Linked DNA regions of Arabidopsis thaliana: region 2 is linked to region 1. A link is a contact called in public ChIA-PET data. All regions are on one chromosome and are shown on one strand. The core of a region is the stretch at or near the end of the contact, and the rest is flanking DNA. Distances in the headings are between cores, read along the strand shown.

Region 1 (3,584 bases), core at 8-2,507:
TAATAATATTCCGTGGGTTACACACACCCCTATATTTAATTTGTAGTACTAAAACGAAGACAAGCTTTTCAGTAAACAACTACTTTCTATTAAGTAACGATTGTAAGATTATAACTCAAACATGATTCAGTTGTTTTTGTTTTACCAATTATATTAAATTTAAACATACCTCTTTGCACGAAGTGAATTTATTATCTGAAATCCAACTTTCGCCGCAAGTGAAAGCATCAGACATTAATCGCCGAGCTATAAAATAGCTATTTTATTGTTTCACAAGAGTCTTCGATCAACCAAAAACAAAAAAATGAGTATTCAAAGTCGCTAAGAAATCGCCAACTCACTATAGATTTACTATTAGAAGTTTAATATGAAGCCAAATATAGTCTTATGAGTAATCCGAAAGCCATGTAATGTTCTATGTAACTAGGGTTAGCAAGATAATAACTTATATATATAGTTATGCATGTAATGAGAATTTTGATTGTAACTTCGAGACATATATATATAGTTATGTAATGAGAACTTTGATTGTAACTTTGAGAGTTATCTCAAAACAACTCTCTTTCTCTTTATTAAAGTATCAATGGAATTATTGTGTTTTTGGTGACAACAAAGTAATCTTTCCTTTTTAAGTTTATTTGAATAATAAACTCTTAATGAACTATCTAATTTCCGGTTTATATTTCTCTTAATAAATTCATTTGAGCATAAACATTATTGCTTTAGAAATATCATCATCTACCTCGTCTCATCATATGATCGGAGAAGAAAAGCGTTTATCTTCGTCCACCAACCCAACTATCGACAATGAAAAGACTTTAATGCAAAAACGGCGAAAACTAAACTCATAGATCTGTTTTTTTAGAGGAGATAGAAGATAGAGAATGATGGAACGATTGTTTTTTTTAAACTAAATTTTTGTGAGATTTTAAATAAAAATAATCTTAATTAGTTCAAAATTAAGGTCGAAAAAATTTCGTGTAGTATTTCAAATGTGCTATATGAATGATGTAGCTTGTAAAATCCACAGATCAGTTGGATGCATTCTACCGATCCATTCGATCAATTCTAAAATCCAACTTAAAGGGTCTCCAAAGAAGAATCTAAAAATACAGGGGTATAAGTCAACAAACAAAAATATAAGGATAGGACAGTAATTAAACACGTCACCTGCCCACAAAGAATCAATACTAGCCAATCACAACTCTCCACTACGATCTCTCATCACGACTCTCTCTGTGCTATGTTTGTGACATAAAGTCTCAAAAACAAAATTCGTTTCACCAAAAAATGAAACAAAAATAAAAATATTTCTGAGAACCTCAAGTTTAATTTTGCGGCTTAGATTTAAATTCGTCTCTCAAACTCAAATATCTGAAAAAACCTTTCTCCAATATATAAATAAGTTACACGAGACTTTCAATTTCTCTGTATATTTTCCTTTTGATTCCCAGAAAATGTCACTAGATTCCACTTTCTAGCTTGCGTTTTCTCGGGAATCTGAAGTTTCCTTTTGTGTTGAATCGCTGGGAAAAATCTGATGGAAGCAGCTTCAAGTTTTTTGTGTAGAAGTATTCGGATTCCGTCGACTACTACGGCGACGGCGGCGTTCACGTTCACTCGACCGCCGTTAAACTACGTTTGTGTTGTCGGAGTTCGTGTTTTCCCGACGCGGAAGGTCTTTTGCAGCGGCGTTAATGGCGGCTCCAGTGTTACTAAGAAGAAGCCACGAAGGAAAAGTAACGTTTCCGATAAACTTAGGTTTAAGAAAATTGAGAAGAGGAACGATAATACTGAATCTGAGAGTTTAAGTGTTGTTGAGGAACCGAAGAACGATAAAGAATTGAGTCTTCGAGCTTTGAATCAAAATGGTGATCCATTAGGGCGGAGAGATTTAGGGAGGAACGTAGTGAAGTGGATTAGTCAGGCGATGAAAGCGATGGCTTCGGATTTTGCAACTGCGGAGGTTCAGGGGGAGTTTTCGGAGTTGAGGCAGAACGTCGGATCTGGTTTGACGTTTGTGATTCAAGCTCAACCGTATCTCAATGCTATTCCCATGCCATTAGGTTCTGAAGTCATTTGTTTGAAGGCTTGTACTCATTATCCTACCTTGTTCGATCATTTCCAGAGAGAGTTGCGTGATGTTCTTCAAGACCTGGAGCGGAAGAATATAATGGAGAGTTGGAAGGAGTCTGAGTCTTGGAAGCTGCTCAAGGAGATTGCAAATTCAGGTTTGAATTCTTCGAGTCTAAGTTCTTATTGGTTTATAGTTTGGCTGAAGTTGAACTTTTTGCCTTGTGTGATGTTGTATAGCTCAGCATCGGGAGGTTGCTCGCAAAGCTGCTCAAGCTAAGCCTGTTCAAGGAGTTTTGGGGATGGACTCAGAGAAGGTGAAGGCTATACAGGAAAGGATTGATGAGTTCACCAGCCAGATGTCGCAGTTACTTCAAGTGGAACGAGATACAGAACTGGAAGTTACACAGGAAGAACTAGATGTTGTTCCTACTCCAGATGAGAGCTCTGATTCCTCAAAACCGATTGAGTTCTTGGTTAGGCATGGTGATGCTCCACAGGAACTTTGTGATACAATTTGCAATTTGTATGCAGTTAGTACCTCCACAGGTGAGACTTATAGGCAGATATGCATTTTGTTGTAACTTGTTCTCTTTGAGTTTTCGATGAAATTTGTTGTAATATGTAAGCAATATGCAGGGCTCGGAGGTATGCACTTGGTGTTGTTTAAGGTTGGGGGAAACCACCGTCTTCCTCCTACTACACTTTCCCCTGGTGACATGGTTTGCATAAGAGTTTGTGACAGTAGGGGTGCTGGGGCAACTGCCTGTACGCAGGGCTTTGTTCACAACCTTGGAGAAGATGGGTGTAGCATTGGTGTGGCTCTAGAATCTCGTCATGGAGATCCTACTTTTTCCAAGCTCTTTGGAAAGAGTGTGAGAATTGATCGTATTCATGGGTTGGCCGATGCCCTTACTTACGAGGTATATCTTTGTTCCATATTGGTTAAAGATGCAGTGTTTTATCACAGTAACCTCCATCTTAAATATGCTTGTCATGTCAGTCCCATTATTGCGAGTGTTTGCTCAACTATATTTGATAGTTTACATTATTATATTTTTGCTACCACTCGCTTATTATATAGTCTTTCGTTGCAGCGTAACTGCGAAGCCCTAATGCTTCTGCAGAAGAATGGTCTGCAGAAGAAAAATCCATCAATATCTGTTGTGGCGACTTTATTTGGGGATGGTGAAGATATAACATGGCTGGAGCAAAATGATTATGTAGACTGGAGTGAAGCGGAGTTGAGTGATGAGCCAGTGAGTAAGTTATTTGATTCTTCCCAAAGGAGAGCCATAGCTCTTGGAGTAAACAAAAAAAGACCTGTTATGATAGTCCAAGGACCTCCTGGCACGGGAAAGACTGGAATGCTTAAGGAGGTCATTACCCTGGCTGTTCAACAGGGGGAAAGAGTACTTGTAACAGCGCCTACTAATGCAGCTGTTGATAACATGGTCGAGAAGCTCTTGCATCTTGGACTAAACATTGTCCGAGTAGGAAATCCCGCTAGA
Region 2 (3,893 bases), core at 334-2,833, 76 kb before region 1:
GATGATTACAATGCATTTAATACTGTTGGCAAAATCTTACGTATCATCCGACTTTTTTTGTTGTTTTTAATAAGATGAAAAGTATATAGTAGAATTTTTTATATGCGATATTATTTACTTTTTAAAAAATCTGTATCCGAATATTCAATATTTATCTTTGCATTACAAAAAGGGGAAAAATGTTGTTTTATACGCGAGCTTTCAAAAAGTGGCCATTTAATACGTGAACTTTGTGTAAAGTCAAATAAAACATGATAAAAACGTTGACTGGCCATTTCACACAAATGTTATCGTTGACCAGGCCAAAATCCCCACAACGTTATCTTGCATTGACGGACCCGATAATTTCGTTAGCACACGTTAACTAGATCCGTTAATATCCAAAACGACGTCGTGTCATTGAAATCGAAATATCAAAAATCCCAAATCAATTTAGAAATCCCCAAAATTCAAAAACTAAATCCATAATGTCATGACCCGACTCGTCAATTGATTCTTTTTTCTTGGTGTTACAGTGTTGGCTAATCCGAAATCAGCTAATTTTAAAACTCCTTTGTTATTCACCTGAACGTTTGCGTCTTTAATGTCTCTGTGCATAATCCCGGGTATGACAATGTTCTACTCCCCATAACAGTTGCTTCATAACATTTGATTTGAAAACAAAATTAAGGTTTGTCAGAATAAAGAAATGTAGTCACTTGCAGGAGAGGTTATGGTTTTGTGTGTGTGTGTATCTCTCTTGCATGTGCCTCCGTGAATGTGATGTCGGGAGATAAACATAAGCCTTCGAGATCGTGCTCCATGTAATCAAACACAAAGTACATGTTGTTTGAATTTCTGATGCGATAATCCCTTCAGTTTTAGAATGTTGGGATGATCTAATCTTCTTAAAATCATGATTTCTCTGGCTATGAATCTTATATTTTCTGCTTCAAAATTTTGGACCTGTAGTTTGGCCAAATAGGAATTAGGGATTTGGCTTTTGATTTGGGATTTTTGATATTTCGATTGCAATGAAACGACGTCGTTTTGGATATTAACGGATCTAGTTAACGTGTGCTAACGGAATTATCGGGTCCGTTAATGCAAGATAACGTCGTGGAGATTTTGGCCTGGTCAACGATAACATTTGTGTGAAATGGCCAGTCAACGTTTTTATCATGTTTTATTTGGCCTTACAAAAAATTCACGTATTAAATGGCCATTTTTAAAAGTTCGCGTATAAAACGACATTTTTCCCTTACAAAAACTAATAGTCAAAATTGTATCTTTTTAAGGTTTTAACCATACAGTTAATCGTGCAGTTAACGTACGGTTAACTACTGTTTTGGTACATTTACAGTTAATTAATGGTTACGAGGAAAATATTTTTTAAACCGTAACTATTTTATTTTACGGTTAACAATTACGATTTTTAACAATTTTATACGGTTATAGTTAAGTTTTGGTCATGTCTATATTTTTCTCACCACTAACAAAGTTAATAATACATTTTTGTCCAAAAATAAATAAATAATAAATTATGTTTTTATCGAAAAAATAAAAATTAAATAATTTCTTAATTTATTCGCAAAAACATATGCACATATATCACATTAAGTAGTGAAAAAAAATATCCCAGTTTGTGTGGGGTTGTAGTTGTAACCATAAAATTCAAATTAACCCAAGTATTTCGGGTTGTACCCATTTTCGTATTCCACGTCAGCACATCCGCATTATCTCCAGAACCAAAGATTCTCAACCTTACACTGGAATCGATCACAGAGTTCACGATATTTTGGTTCACAAAAAACAGAGCAGAGAGATTGTGATGACGACAGTGACCACCAGCTTCGTCTCTTTCTCGCCGGCATTGATGATTTTTCAGAAGAAATCACGACGATCCTCTCCAAATTTCCGCAATCGATCCACGTCTCTTCCCATAGTTTCAGCAACATTAAGCCACATAGAAGAAGCAGCCACAACAACAAATCTCATTCGACAGACGAATTCCATTTCGGAATCGTTGCGTAACATTTCTCTAGCAGATTTAGATCCAGGAACAGCGAAGCTCGCTATTGGTATCTTAGGTCCAGCTTTATCAGCTTTTGGATTTCTATTCATTTTGAGAATCGTTATGTCTTGGTACCCGAAACTTCCCGTTGACAAGTTTCCGTACGTTTTAGCTTACGCTCCGACAGAACCAATCCTTGTTCAGACAAGGAAAGTGATTCCACCACTTGCAGGTGTTGATGTTACTCCTGTGGTTTGGTTTGGGCTTGTGAGTTTCCTTAGTGAGATTTTGGTTGGTCCTCAAGGACTTCTTGTTCTTGTTTCTCAACAACAAGTTAATTAGCTAAGAATTGAATCATTTTGTTCTCATTATAGAGAAGTCTCCTTGTAGCATACAATGTTCCTACATTACTCGCAAATATGATTGTTTGGCTCTAACATTCTTCTTGCGTCATACCGATCACTATTCATGTCTAGGCTGTTCGTTTCGTCGCCGCAGGTAGTTGCGGCTGCGGCAGACGCATATGAAATTGTTCGTTTTGTTGCCGCCAGTACTTGCGGTAAGACGCGGCGGCAAACACAGCATTTTGCGGTGAATAATTTTAATCGCCGATTAAATCCAGCATCCGCTTATCCAAAACCTGTGATTAATAATAAAATTAAAATGACATAAATACCCTTAACACATTTAGGAAATCACAAGAGAACCTAATACACATCACCATCTAAAACCTTACTCTTCTCTCTTTAACGCGATTTCGATCTGAAGAAGAGATGGGATAACAAAGTAAGCTTGGTGATTTTGAAGTAATGGGTTTAGTTTTTGAAGTTCTCTTCTTGACCCTTAAGAGCTTTTGAAGTTCTCTGTTTGAATCGTCTTCTTCGATTTCACTTGCGGCAGCGGCGACGAAACGAACATATGCACCTGCGGCAATGGCAGCGGTAGAGTTTGCTACCGCCGCTGCCGCCTGCGGTGATGAAACGAACAGACTAATTATAATCGAGTCGAGATTCTTCAAAGCTATATATTGATGACAAAGTTATTTGTAAGAAAATAGAAGAACCCCAGTTGCGACTTTGAAGAGCTATTCATCTAGCGAACGGACACCGTATGAAGAAAATTGCATCGAAAACTAAAAGATAACACTAATGTGTACAATTGTCCCACAAAATATACAACCCAATATGTAAACTTATTTATCCCTCCAAGACCTTGTAGTCTTGGTGTTATCAAGACAAGCTATGTTATATCGATAAGAAGAGATTCTAGTTTGCGAAGAAAGTGAGCGGATTTTTTATTATTATTATCCATGAATCAACAAATACAATGAAGACTTGAGACCAATACACTAGGATATTGGACTAACGTAGCACCAACTAGTGATCCATATCAAGTTTCAAACTAGACTCAAGATTGAGGAAAAATTCTTATAGGGAGACCTTTGTCTGGTATTGGTAAGGGATCAACAACTATTTTATTTTCATTTGGAAACACTTTTTCCCACTTAAATCTATTAACAAGATTGTGCATGAATATAAGAATCTCTAGACGAGCATACTCTTTCCCTGGACACATTCTTGGTCCTCCTCCAAATGGAACATAGGTATAAGGCTTCGGACCACTTCCTTCGAAACGGTTTGGCTCAAATCTCTCTGGTTCTGGGAAGTAGTCTGGATTCATATGTGTCGCGGTGGCACTCCAATATAACTATGTTTATGATCAAAACATATATATGATTTTGTGCATGAGCTTGATATGTATGTCAAACTGTCTTAAGGATTTTGGAGTAGCCTTACCTTCCATCCTTTGGGAATGTAAAAACCCTTAAAAGAGAAGTGATCAATGGCCTCACGAAAAGTGCCAGAAAGAGGAGGAACAATTCTCATCACTTCACATGCAA

Evidence for each region. ChIA-PET counts read pairs in DNA pulled down with a chosen protein or histone mark.
Region 2: an H3K4me3 ChIA-PET map of shoot shows a contact between it and region 1, with 13 read pairs. The contact joins the promoter of CCB3 here to the promoter of AT5G35970 in region 1.

What each region holds. Positions count from the first base shown.
Region 1 is chr5:14,121,035-14,124,618 of TAIR10.1, reverse strand. AT5G35970 (P-loop containing nucleoside triphosphate hydrolases superfamily protein) reads left to right here and starts at 1,257. Exons shown (of 7, transcript NM_122988.5): 1 at 1,257-2,231; 2 at 2,314-2,622; 3 at 2,713-2,996; 4 at 3,171-3,584. The coding sequence starts at 1,541.
Region 2 is chr5:14,197,121-14,201,013 of TAIR10.1, reverse strand. CCB3 (cofactor assembly, complex C (B6F)) reads left to right here and starts at 1,583. Exons shown (of 1, transcript NM_123003.4): 1 at 1,583-2,428. The coding sequence starts at 1,811. The coding sequence ends at 2,335. CYP716A1 (cytochrome P450, family 716, subfamily A, polypeptide 1) reads right to left here. Exons shown (of 4, transcript NM_123002.2): 3 at 3,790-3,893; 4 at 3,253-3,700. The coding sequence ends at 3,401.